Linked DNA regions of Mus musculus: region 1 is linked to region 2. Evidence: chromatin contacts called from public promoter capture Hi-C data. All regions are on one chromosome and are shown on one strand. Each heading gives the region's core, a stretch centred on a gene start, on an enhancer-like site or on the middle of the called end of the contact. The rest is flanking DNA. Distances are from core to core; before and after follow the strand shown. Region 1 overlaps Epha4 (Eph receptor A4). Region 2 holds the start of Slc4a3 (solute carrier family 4 (anion exchanger), member 3).

Evidence for each region. Promoter capture Hi-C pulls out the DNA fragments that hold promoters and counts their contacts.
Region 1: a contact with region 2 is called in a promoter capture Hi-C map of liver, with 4 times the contacts expected there. The contact joins the enhancer-like site here to the promoter of Slc4a3 in region 2. A contact is called at or near these places in 4 of 39 promoter capture datasets (the 3T3-L1 cell line, hippocampal neurons and liver), 5 of 115 datasets of contacts at active chromatin or transcription factors (embryonic stem cells, neural tube and pancreatic cancer cells) and 1 of 9 other capture datasets (embryonic stem cells).

The regions. Positions count from the first base shown.
Region 1 is chr1:77,463,729-77,470,461 of GRCm38.p6, forward strand. The region is part of intron 3 of Epha4 (Eph receptor A4); the gene reads right to left. Among named protein-coding and RNA genes, the nearest start is that of Mir6352, 30 kb to the right of the region's middle. Within about 2 kb of position 3,898, at least 12 of the 459 cell types and tissues checked have an H3K27ac peak or open chromatin away from gene starts, as enhancers often do. A contact at or near this core is called in liver and pancreatic cancer cells, where this site is marked.
Region 2 is chr1:75,541,815-75,548,611 of GRCm38.p6, forward strand. Slc4a3 (solute carrier family 4 (anion exchanger), member 3) reads left to right here and starts at 4,648. Exons shown (of 23, transcript NM_001357150.1): 1 at 4,648-4,799; 2 at 4,958-5,107; 3 at 5,419-5,584; 4 at 6,130-6,407; 5 at 6,502-6,617. The coding sequence starts at 5,057. It also overlaps the pseudogene Gm15183.

The DNA.
Region 1 (6,733 bases), core at 2,648-5,147, 1.9 Mb after region 2:
GCTCCAATGCAGTCTTTCTCTACTTACCTCCCCTCCCCACAAGACCGCTCCTCACTGTGTAGCCCAAGCTATCCTTTAAGCTCATGACCCTCCTGCCTCGGCCTTGCATCCCTAGGATTACAAGGCTGTGCTCTCATATCTGGCTCCTGAAATCTTGTTTCTAAAAGTTCATGTAATCTCTGACTTTTTCCCCCTATAAGTTGATGGATGGTTCTGAACAAATGAAAGAAAGCCATCAATCATCCTTAAAATTCATATTTTATAATGACATGATAACATTTTGATGAACCCCCTTGACAGTTCTACTTTTAGTATGCATTCTTTGAGAAATATACCATGGCACATTTAATACCTCTTTAAAATATATTTGCATTTTATTAACTTTCACAGCATCTGCATTCATTTGAAATTTCCTATGGCTCATATTTTATCATATCCCACTCTTTGATGGTTTTTCTTTTAAACTGTCTTAAGCTACTTTTAAAAAGGGTGGAGGGGTGATGAAATAACTTATTATTTCTTAAGTATTTCACAACAATTCTTGGTGTATGGAACCTTAGCCCAGAGATATTTTACAGGAATCCCTTCCCTATTCTGGGCTTTTCAGACCGACTCTCTTGTCTACCACTGTGACTTCCAGCAGTCAACTTCCCTTTAAACTTTGTGTTAAGAACAAGGAGAAAGCAAAAGCCAAGATCTATGGACACCTCTTCAGTTTAGATGTTACAAGCTATTTTAAAAAGCAGGCTTGAAATTGTCTCAGGGTTTCCAAATGCCAAGACTGTAAGAATATATATAACTATTTTCAAAAGAAGGGTGTGATTTGTTTGAGATATTTAAGTCAAGATGTTTAAGATACAAGTGATAATACAGATCTGATCAGAAGTCAGCATACCCATCTGCTTATAGCTCAGAGTCAGGGTCTTGCAATCTCATTTTTCTAAGCCAAATGAAGAAAAATATTTTTTAAAAAAATCCTTGATAGACAAGAAACAGAGTAAGGGGGGAACACGCATCCACCCACTTAGCACTGGCAGGGCACAGGCCTTCCCAGCTAGACCTCAGCCTTTCTCACATGGCCATTATCTACCATATGGCTCTCCCGACAAGTATCCTAAGAATTTCAGAGCCAAGGCTACAGACCATTGCTACATTCACTTAAGAACTACCAGGGAACATGAAGGAAGCCCCAAGAGATGCTGTCTTCACTTCAACAAGGGGTTCGTTAGTAAGGCAGGTAAAGACTAGAAGAGACTTTCAAGATGGCTGATGTCAATGATCAGGACCTTTCACAATCACAATTACTGAGTCCAAGAACTAGCCATGTTGAAGAACTCTGCTCTGTTTGTCCGAGTTTTACCATCTAATCATGGCCCTGGTCTGTTAAATCATATTTGAGATAGGCATAAATTGAAACAGACAACACAAATACAATGCTCATAATTGAATTATTTTTAATTTGATCCTGTGGTGAATTCAGAAACTTCAGCACCGCGTGCGAGCCTCCCACGCGTCATAGAGATGCCAGCACCAGTGTAAGCAGTTCCTGGAGCTCTCCATGTCTCCTCTTTCATCATTACATTCAGTCCTCTACCCTGCTTCCTAATATGTATATGATGCATATGTATGTATGATGAATATGCACGTGTATAGCATATTTGCAAATATTAAAATCCCATTGGTTACATTGATGGAGTGAAAGGGGCCAGTGGAAACAAAGTGACTCACACACACAAAAATCCCAGGTGATGAGATACCCTGAGGGGTTAATACATTAATGACACCCCACCCCCGGCTCCAAATTTAGGTCATTTTAGCTAAATCACCTAAATAGCATGAGATTTGCAGAGGGCAATGCACTATTTATGGTGTGGCAGAACAGAGTTCAGATACAGATAGCCAAGGCTTCTAGTTCTTTCTACGTGCTACCTCCCACCCACCCCTGCCAGTGCAAGTCCTAGCACAGTAACTGCCCTAAGCAGCAGGGCACAATGCCCATTGCATTCTGACTAAGCAAACTCTGACGAAAGTGAAACTTTAGAAAGGGACGTCACTTAGCAGGCAATCGATCATAAGACAGGTGGATAATTAAATGTCCAACAGCCCAGTGTGTTGGTAGACTTCAATGCAAAGGAAGCTCAGGAAGAAGGGTACAAGGTGTGCCCACACAGCAAGACCTTGGTCTCAACCAAAACACAGCAGCAACAACAGCAAAAACCCAGCAGTTTGTGTCTCGTAACTCCTCCAGTGTCTTAAAGTTGAAATGAAGGAGTAGAAGCATGCAGGTAAACGCTGCTCTGCATTATGTCTTGGGGTTACGTTTAAGTTGTTAGAACTTACCAATATAAGCTTTATAACATGTCCTTTGTCCCTTAGTCTTTTAAACTTGATTCCCGGTCTCACTATGTAGCCCTGGCTGACATGATAACCACAGAAGCTATGGTTAGAAGTGTGTGTTACCTTGCCCATCGGACACCCACACACACTAGAAAAATGAGGGAGGACATTGGTACTCAGTGACCAGAATGTCCCAAATTCTTAACTATCTATGTAGAGTTTAGAGACCTTAATGACTTTGCTTAGGCCGGAAAGGTAATGTGTGGGTGGAAGGAGTCTCTTTATATCTCCAATGTTTATCCAGGTTACTAATCAACCAAGCTAAAAAAAACAAAAAAAACAAAAAACCCAAAAACCTTGATTGGTTCACATTTTATATCTACTGTTAATAATGAAAATGTACATCAGGTATATTTTCTAATAGAGATAATTTAAAGTTAAAATCTTCAAACAATGATCTTGTTGGTATTCTGGAGTCCAGACAGAATACCAACAGATCTTATTTTCAAAATCCCTCTATTCTCAAACATATGCCCTTCCTATTGTCTTATTTACCCGAGGGATGGTGATGGGAGGAGGATAAAGAGGCAAATTTTATAAATATGTTAGAGCCCTCAGAAGAGCCTGCCACTCTTCATTTGGTACTTGTCAAATTACACCCCATGATAGGAATTTGTTTCATAGAAGAATGTGATAAGAATTGCTGTAAATCAGGCCAATCTGTCAACTAAGTGGCCTCAAGGCAAAGCAGCTACAAGTCAACACCCCCAAAATGTGGGCACAGGGAGGACAGACGGCCTTTAGCGTGCAGGAAGCTGCCCATTTGGGCGAATGACATGGGCACTGGGCTCAATGGGTAACATACACGTGTAGTTAAAGGGTAATTTTATGATCTATGGATCTGAATATTAGAGATGAGGAGGAAAACAAGTTGCCTGATGCTCCCTGCTTGCTTCTCAGTTAGATAAGACAAGAGGTAAATCCCTTATTTGTGCGTGCGTGTGCGTGTGCGTGTGTGTGTGTGTGTGTGTTTGTGTGTGTGTTAGTTCCAGCGGCGGCAGGCTCCTGGTCCCACCAGTCCTGTGTTCCATCAGCAAAGATGGCCATGTTCAGTGGCCAGGCACACCTGAAATGAGTGATGGATGGGACTGCCATGTCAGAGCATCAGGACATGAAATGCAACCCTCAGCAGCGAAATGGGGTTCACTCACGCAAAGAATAATGGAAGGAAGGAAGGAAAAACAAAACAGCCACAAAGGACATACTTGATATGTACTCAAAATAGGTACTGGGTGTCAGCTTCCTTCACGATCCCAGTGCCCTCCACATCCAGTTACTGAGAGTCCTTGAGAAAAAGCCATTAAGAAAAAAGAATAAGGGTAAACACAAAAGATACCAGTCACTGTTGAGTCCCCTGAGGGGCTGGGCCTCCACAGTGGTAGGTCTCCTTTTGCAATTTCAAATTAGGCTTGGCTTTTTCCCATGGCATTGTCTAGGTAAGAAAACAGGTTCAGCAAAGATTCCAAGGAGTTAACTGGGCACAATGAGAGTCAGATTGAGGTTTAGCACATTCCAAAAATACGTATTACTAATGTTTGCAGATGGGTTATGGCTTGGCCTTTTTGCATACACAGTGACAATTATTAACATCCCTATGAGTAAGGAAAAAATATTACACCCAGCTTAAATTAAACTAAGGAAACTGAGGCAGGCCGAGTTTACCCATGGCCTGACTGTACATGGCAAAGGAGTGTCAGACTTAGAACTGGAATTGTTCTAGAATGACAGGCACAGTACGTGCCTACCTCAACTCTTATGAGCTCAGAACATAATGGAGTCTAACTATGATCAAGAAAAACATTCACACATGCACTTAAAAATCACAACCAGGAGAGTCCGTGTTTTTAGAATGGCATGAGAGAATAAAAGCATAATGTACAAACTAAATTCAACTCTCCCACATCTTCCGTCTTCTGTTTCACTATCAAGTCCTCCCTTAAAGTGACTTGTATCTTTAACATACGCATGCATGTGCCCCTCTGCCCATTCCCCTGACTAGCATCTGTGTAGATGGGTCTCTTTGCCCAGTCTGTCACTGGAAAGCATTAGAAGCAATGGGCAAAAGGAGGGATTAATATGGAATGGCCGAAAGGCACATAGCTCACAAGGCTTACAAAACTTCATAATTGCCTGGCTTAGGACAATCATTTAGCCCCACAGGAGAAGATGCCTAAGATGCTCACGCTCATCCCTCATCCCTAAGAGCTCATCCCTAAGAGCTCATCCCTCATCCCTCCTAGCTCACTCATCCCTCATCCCTCCTAGCTCACTCATCCCTCATCCCTCCTAGCTCACTCATCCCTCATCCCTCCTAGCTCATCCCTCAGCCCTCCTAGCTCATCCCTCATCCCTCCTAGCTCATCCCTCATCCCTAAGAGCTCATCCCTCATCCCTAAGAGCTCATCCCTCATCCCTCCTAGCTCATCCCTCATCCCTCCTAGCTCATCCCTCAGTCCTCCTAGCTCATCCCTCATCCCTCCTAGCTCATCCCTCATCCCTAGGTCTGAGGGCTCCCAGCAAGGGAGAGCCACCTGTATTCAGAATTGCAGATACTTAGGTGAAATCTCTGTGACTTCTTAGGGCATCTTCTCAGATCCTTTAAAGGACTTAACACAAAATTGGCAAGGATCTGTCTCTAGCCTATCAGTGGCCTATATTTATCTCACCATTGCTCTGAGGTAAACATTATTGCTATTTCCAGTTTTGAAAAGGAAGTTGAGATGCAAAAAGATTTGGGGACTTAACCCTCATTAACCAAGAAGACAGTTTACACTGAGACAATCTGGCCCGAGGAGTTTCCTGATAATGCTCTGAAGGCCCCTCCCTTTCATACTTCCCCAATTCCTGAAGCTCAGTAGCAGAGACAAAGACATTCTTTCATATATTAAAGGTGTTCTTTCTCAGGCCCCACCCCTCGAGTGCTCCCTCCCCCGCCCCCTGCACTTATAGCAGGTGAACCTTATCTGTTCTTTAAGGCACTACTATGCTAGTCCAGGTCCCTCCTGTGTAAATGCATGGAGATTCCTGATAGGAGAGACGTGTAATTCACAGCCAGGCTCTGATAAGAGTCTCTCAGGTAAGAGAGCAAACATATTAGCTTTACTGAAGAATGTACTCCAAGGTTCAAAATACACAGACAGAAAAGAAAGAGCGGCCACATCAAAACAAATACCTGCCTTGCTGGTAGAAAACGCTCCTGCACAAACAACCCTAGTTGCATGCTGGATACATTAACCATCAGAAGGATCAAAAACAACAACAACCAAAATTCCCCAGCCACTGAAACTTTTTCTCTATTCACCCACAGAAGACTCCGAGCCCCCTCTTGCTCACCCACATAGGACTCCCAGCCACCCCTTGCTTAACTTATCCTGGCTCCCTTTGAATCCAGGAAGAGGCCAGGCCCAGTTGGAACACCTCTTCCATTAGAGCATTACCTACTCCTACATAGTTTGCTTGCAAAGCATTCTCCTAACCGGCTCTCAGTTAATGAACTGAATCATCAAAAAAACCCCAGGAGAGTAGGAGTTCTCCCATTTTCCAGATGGAGAAATTGAGTTTCAGGAAAGTTACCAATAGCAGAAGGAGGTAATTAATCTGTCAGTATCTAGTCCAGTGCAGCTCTGGGACTCCATACCCCCTACATCACCATGACTTCCCCACCCTTCTGAGTCCCATGGTCTTCTGTTCTGTCACCAAATATTCTACATCTCAGAATTTAAATATTCTCCAAATGCTCCTGAAAATAAAGGCATGCTTTGTGCCTCTACCTGCTATGCACTTCTGATACAAGCAGATAAAAATCAAATTAGCATTTGGAGTCTCGGAACAATTAAGAGCATGTGTCCCTAAAAGAATAATCCATCCACATGCCTCAAGACCTCTTTTTCCCCCTTCAAAAAGAAAGAAAAAGAAATCACCTCTAACAATACATATAATATAATAATATACTAGTGGTTCTCTCTGAAAGCAGGATTGCATGTGATTTCCTTCAAGGCAATATTCTATACTTCCTAAATGTCTATAATTAACATATATTACACTGTTTGACATCAGTGGGAAAAAAATGATTTTTAAAAATGTTAAGCAATGAAAGCCCTTGGAAAATGTCATGTCCCTCGGGGAAGGAGCAGGGGTGGGGAGACCCCCTATGGAGAGGGCTGACCCTGCCAGTCCTGGGGAGGGCTGCAGTGGGGGGGGGGTGGGTAATGCTGGTGGGGAACTGAGTAGGTGACTGCTTCTCATGCAGGAGGAGGAACGGTGACTGTTGGAAAACAGCCACCATTTAGGGGCCACTGCCCTTCCCGCACCCAACATGCCAGACTGGTACCATGCA
Region 2 (6,797 bases), core at 3,398-5,897:
CTGAGAAATGAGTGATATTTCTCAGTTTTGCACATGGCTTGGAAGGTTTAGCAGTTGCATAAGGCCATTGAGACATGATAGAGAGTGTTAGCAAGCTGTGGTATTTAGGGGTAAATGTCAGACATGATACCAGAACTCTGGGGCTCCCTTGGCTATGTTGCCTATGGGCCTTCAGTCTTGAGCAAGTCACTTCATGAGCCTTACTTTTCTTACCAGTCAAGTAGAGAGTTGCTGGGAAGGGACCATGAGAATATCACAGTGCCTTGTAAAATGGAAAGTACCACTTAAATTCCAGGTAAGAAAGTTATCACATTGTCATCATTAAGAGTAAGGGATGTGCCTTTTGTCTGGTGAGGCTGTAGTGGTTTTGGACACTCTCTGAGTTCATCATACTACCCAAGGACAGGTGACAAGAAGAAAGATCCTGGAATGATGGCCGAAGAGGTCAAAGACCCAGTAAACAAATCTCAGGGAAAAGCCAAAAGCAGCACAAAGGCAAAGCTCGTGACAAACTCAACGTCCTTGCCCTTTTTAACAAAGCTATGTATGACAAACTGTAAGGAAGTTCCCAGCTATAAGCTTATTTCTTCAGCTGTGGTCTCTGAGAGACTCAATATCCATGGTTCCGTGGCCAGGGCAACCTTTCAGGAGTTACTTAATAAAGGATGTGTCAAGCACTGAGTCCAAGTAATCTACAGCAGAAACAGAAAGGGTGGAGATGTCCCAGCTTCTGGTGAAGATGCACAAACAGATTCAACCAACTCTACTTTAAAATAAAACTCTGCTTTAAAAAAAAAGATTTATTTATTTTATGTATATGAGCAAACTGTAGCTGTCTTCAGATACACCAGAAGAGGGTGTCAGATATCATTACAGATGGTTGTGAGCCACCATGTGGTTGCTGGTATTTGAACTCAGGACCTTTGGAAGAACAGTCAGTGCTCTTAACTGTTGAGCCATCTCTCCAGCCCCAAAACTCTGTTTTAAGAAGAGTGAAGAATGTGGGTATGTGTATGGAGGGCTGAAGATAAGAGCACTTGTTGTTCTTATAGGCAACCTGAGTTTAGTTCCCAGAACCCACAGGCTCATAGCCATCCATTTTTACTTAGAGGTAGTATCCTCTGAGCATATCACTCACTCCTGAATTCAGAACTTGTACTAGAGACTTGACTATTGAAACTCAGGTCAGTGTCTTAACCTAGCTGCAAGGGAGTCAGGACATATGCATTTTTCTAGCTTCTACCTTGGCGAGAGAGAACTTCCATGAAGAGGTGTCACAGATTTAGGTTGCCATAGATGACAGATATGTTTTATACTGGACTAGCTTCTAACATGTTTAACCCCAAGATCAAGCCATTCTTGGGAATGGCTCTAAGAGAAATGTACTCTGTTGGCTCCTGGCTCAATTGTGAGGAACTGTGAAAATTGTACTTGTATCTCTAGCCAACTCTGGATGCCAAAATGGATCTTGCTCCCTGGACAGAGGACATGGGTTGTGGTGGCATTACATGTATCAAGAAGTCACTCTGGAGTATCAACATGCAGGTGAGAAGTCCAAATCAGACTTCATTATGAGGGAGAGTGAGTGGGGTAGCTCTTGTTTTGAACCTGTCTGTCACTGGTTTTGTCTGTCTTTGCTGTCACCATTTCTGTCAGCATTTAAGCATACATAGGCTTTGGAAGTGGTGGCCAACAAACACCAAAGTGGCCATCCATGATGCATGCATGGGTCATCCTTGTCACAGTAATAAAGTCCCTATCAGAACTCCCAATGGGTGACTGGCAGGTACAGGTATGCTGGAGGCAGAATGCTGGGAGAGCTGCAGGCGTAATGAAGGAATACATAATACATCGAATAGAACGAGCTAACAGGAAGCAAGTGATAGGCGAGCCAACACCACCTGCCCACCCTGCCGCAGAATGAGAGAGGAACGTGGGCTTCTAAAAACCCTCCCAGGGGGACGATTTACCTCATTATTCCAGAGACATGGATGATAAAAGTGAGATGCTTGTGGAGTCGAGGCTGAAGTTCCTGACTCCAGGTGGGATGAGGGTCTCCAAGGGACTAGTTTGGTGTTCCCTTCTAAGTGAGAGGAGAATCCATGTGCAACATCCATTCTGGATTGGGATCTCTAAGGGACAAGTTGTGTGTTATGTAACCCAGCACCCTAGGGCTCCCAGGTTGACAAAAACTTCTCAGGCTGTCTTGAGATAAGACTCCCTGATGGTTTTCCAGGCTGTGGGGGAGGGTCCAGCACTAAGATGTAGAGGACAGAAGGAAGGCGAAAGGGATCCTCCTAGGGTATTCCCAACAAGGGATGGCTCCATTAAGACTTAAGGCCGGGGCTAGAGAGATGGTTCAGTGGTTAAGAGCACTGACTGCTCTTCCAGAGGTCATGAGTTCAATTCCCAGCAACCACATGGTGGCTCACAACCATCTGTAATGGGATCTGATGCCCTCCTCTGGTGTGTCTGAAGGCAGTTACAGTGTACTTATAACAAACAAACAAACAAACAAACAAATCTTTTAAAAAATCCTAAGGCCAAGTTAGCTGGCTCAGGGTGAAGGACAGGGGCAACAGGTTACTTCACTGCGGCTGCTGCAATGAAGGGTAACAGAGAGAACAGCTTCACAGTGTCTGAAGTCAAGTATCTGCAGACACCAGTTCTTTCTGAAGATGCACAGGAAGGACCTGTTCCAGGCCTCTCCGTGTTTTGGAGTTTCCTTGGCTTGTGGTGGCATGCCGCCAGTCTTCACACAGTGTTCTTTCCATGTGTGTCTGTGTCCAAATCTCCCCTTTTTATAGACACACCATATCGGATAAGAAAGGAGAGCACCCCACTCCAGGATGCCCTTAACAACTACAATGGTCTTATTTCCAAATAAGGGCTCATTCTGAGGTCATGGACGTTGAGAATTCGCATGTGAGTTTCAGGGGACACAATTCAACGCCAGCCCATGGGCGTCATGGGCTTGGCTTTAGGAAAGCAACTCACATGTCCTGTTTCTGCATAGCTGACACCCAGTGCTGACATCTTTGTAAACACGGATGACTGTGAGAAGTCTGGAATAAATGGCCGGGGCTCAGACAGCCATCATCTGCAATCCACCAAGGATGCCCAAACTTGTGGGTAACCTTCTTCCTAGGTGAACCTCTATGGGGGATCACGCCTTCCTGCATCCCCATGTTCTCAGACAAAGGAATAATACTTCCCTAGGATGGTTAGTGTAAATTGTCAACGTGATGACATCTAGAATCACCTCAGAGGTGGGCCATGCCTATCTGGGATTCTCTGGATTGATATGGATAAACTGGCTTTTTGTTTGTTCCGTTGATAGGGTTTTGTTGTTGTTTTTTGAGACAGGGTTTTAATATGTAGCGCTGGCTGGCTGGAACTCAGTGTGTAGACCAGGTTTTGCCTTGAACCCCTAGAGACTACTCAGCCTTTTTCGTTTGTTTTTGTTTTTCGAGACAGGGTTTCTCTGTGTAGCCCTGGCTGTCCTGGAACTCACTCTGTAGACCAGGCTGGCCTCGAACTCAGAAATCCGCCTGCCTCTGCCTCCAAAGTGTGGATATTAAAGGCGTGTGCCACCACTGCCAGGCTCTCAGCCTTTTAAGCGATGGAATTAAAGCCGGGTACCTCCATGCCCAGCTCTCAGAAGATCCATCTTAGTTGTGGCAGGATCATTTCTCTGGCCTGGGGATCCTGAACTGTTTGAACTGATTGTAGATGGGATGCGACCAGCTGCTTCAAGCAATCCCCAGGGCTCTGTGTGTACACTCTTCCCTTGGGTAGGGCTGAGATCTCGCAGCGCAGGGGTCAGAGCAGCTTCTACTTTGTACATGCTTCTCTCCCCTCCTTCCCACCCCACCTTCTGCTGACCCCCAGTTCTTCTCCCTTTGTTTGTTCTAAGGTGTAGGGGTCTGGCTTAAACGGACTGTCATTCAGGGCTTTTATGAGCATGGGTTATTCTAGATGCCCAGTTTCAGAGACTCAGAGAACACTGGGGGTGGGGGGTGGGGGTGTCCAGGTGCCCTTTGCGAACATCTCTCTGACCTTGGAAAGTGAGATAGGTCCTCCACGGTTGGAGGAGCAGGGGCGGGATTCGGGTGGAGGAACAGTGAGAGCTTAGCCACAGGATTTTAGAGTGGTTGGCCCAATTGGAATGCCCCTGTTTCAGCTGCCTCTGGCTACTGATGGGTAGATAATGTGCCAAGGTCAAATGGTGGGTGGCGCCCAGCGCCAGAAGCCAGCCTTTGAAGGGCATCAGTTGAGCTGAGGCTGGAGGTGTTGAGGGCAATGGCTTTCAGGGGTCTCTGATCTCGTGTCCAAGCTGGAGAGGCTTGTATGTGCGAAGAGGGTCTCCTCCAGGGCTCCTGAGGGAAAGGGAGGGGTGGCTAAAAGCAAGGTGGAGGAGTGTGTTTGAGGGATTGTGGGAATTTAGGGCCGTGCACCCGCCCCTCCTCCCCCCCCCCCGCAATGCGTGGGGCGCCTGGAGAGGGGTCTTGCGGGCAGGTGGGATCCTGCGGGGACCCGAGCGCGGGGCCCACGCTGGCCTGGTCGGGGTAAGTCAGGGATCGTCCACTCCCATTGTGCGGCCGGGCGGCGGCGGGCTGGCACAGCCGAGCGCTAGGAGGTGGAGCCGTGGACTGCAGGCTCCGGCGCCTGCGTCCGCCTGGCCGGGCTCTGCGCGGCGAGAGGCCGGACGGGAACCCGGCAGCCGCGCCCCGGAGCTTGCGGGGAGGGACATGGGGCGCGGCGGCTCTCCCAAGCCCCGCAGGTTCCGGAGCCCGGAGGTACTTAAGGGCAAGGCGTGGGCGCCGGGCCGGGTAGGGACAGCGGACTAACATGGACCGGGTTGGGCCTCGGAAGGGAGAGCGGGCTGGGCACCGGGATGGAGCACCCCGGAGGGGGCCCACCAGCGCAATTTCTGACCCCGCCCTCCTTCCTCAAGGCTCCCCAAGAGGTCTCTGCAGCGCCCCCTTCTTCTCACCCAGGGTTTGGGTCCCATAGTGATTGAGAGACTCCTAAGTCTTCAGTCTTCAGCCCTGCCATGGCTAATGGGGTGATCCCGCCGCCCGGGGGCGCCTCCCCCCTACCCCAGGTGACTGATGCGTGGGGGTGGGGTGGGGGAGGAGGGGCAGGATGGGCGGGGTGTCCTCTGGATGACCCTGGGACCACCAGATCCAGATGTAGAGCTGTATTGGTAGTGTAGAGGAATAGGGGGTCTTCGGTATTTCATGCACTTGTGGCTGGTGCTCCCACAACCTGGGGGGAAGCCCTCAGAGGGTGTTTTGGGGATGTTGATGCAGGCAAGGGTGAAGGTGTTGGGAAGGCCCTTGAAGTATGGAGTTGGGGTTGGGTGGGGAGTGTTCATGAACTAGGGGTCCTTAGGAGAGGCTATCTGGCCTGCAGGTCCGGGTGCCCTTGGAGGAGCCCCCTCTGGGTCCAGATGTAGAAGAGGAAGATGATGACTTGGGCAAGACCTTGGCTGTGAGCAGGTTTGGGGACCTCATCAGCAAGACCCCGGCCTGGGACCCCGAGAAGCCTAGCCGCAGCTACAGCGAGCGGGACTTTGAGTGTGGGTAGCCTGGGGACCCCTAGCACCCCAGCCTTCACCACCATCACCTTCATCGCCACCATTACTGCGCTCACCTCCGGCTTGATCACTCAGTGTCATCCTGTGCTGGACGCTGTGCTGGGCCACCATGCCATGTTAAGTCATCCTGCCTCTCATACCATCATCACCTTGTTCACCTGTCAGGGGAGATGTAGGGGAGATGCGCCTGAGGTCTCTCTCAGTGACCTTCATCGTGCACTGGGTCCCACTCACCCTCTGCCCCACTGTGTTTCCTGATGTGTCTTCCCTCAGCTTCTCTCTTTCTTCGGTACCACATCTCCCGACTCCCCTTTGCGACTTTCTCTCTATGTCACTCTTGTCCCCACTCCACCTGGCCTCACCAATGACAGGAGCAGGGATGCATAGTTGGGAGGGGTGTCCTGGCTCTAGAAGAAAGACTGGGGGTGCCTTTGTTTTAGATCTCACGCTAGAATAAGGTGTGAACTCCTTGTGGGGGAAGCCCCACTCTGCTTCAGGGGTCTCAACCCACTCTCCTGCACCTCCAGTTCACCGGCACACATCCCACCACACCCATCACCCGCTCTCAGCCCGCCTGCCTCCACCCCACAAGCTTCGGCGACCGCCCCCCACCTCTGCTCGGCACACCAGGAGGAAGAGGAAGAAAGAGAAAACCTCTGCTCCCCCATCAGAAGGGACACCCCCTATCCAGGAGGAGGGGGGAGCTGGAGCAGAAGAGGAGGAGGAGGAAGAAGAGGAAGAAGAGGGAGAGTCTGAGGCAGAGCCTGTGGAGCCTCTACCCCCAGGTCCCCCACAGAAAGCAAAGGTAGGGTCTCCTCATGGACAGAGGGCTGGCTGGTCAAGACCTGATGTGACCGAGGTGGCTCCTGAGTGATGAGTCTGTCCATGTATGTCCACAGTTCTCCATTGGAAGTGATGAAGATGACAGCCCAGGCCTTCCTGTCAAGGCTCCCTGTGCCAAGGCCTTGCCTTCTGTGGGCCTGCAGTCTGACCAGAGCCCCCAGCGCTCCGGCAGGTACTAGTCCCAGCTCCCTGGACCCAGCCCTCACTGAGCAGAACCCACTGCAATCCAGAGCAGGTGGCCCAAGTCCCTGACACTTGCCTGATTCCTAACCCTGAGTAGTGTCTGTAGGTATGACCCGGAAAGCCGAGAGAGTGAGGAGAGTCTCATCCGACTCCATGGTTTACAAGTGGG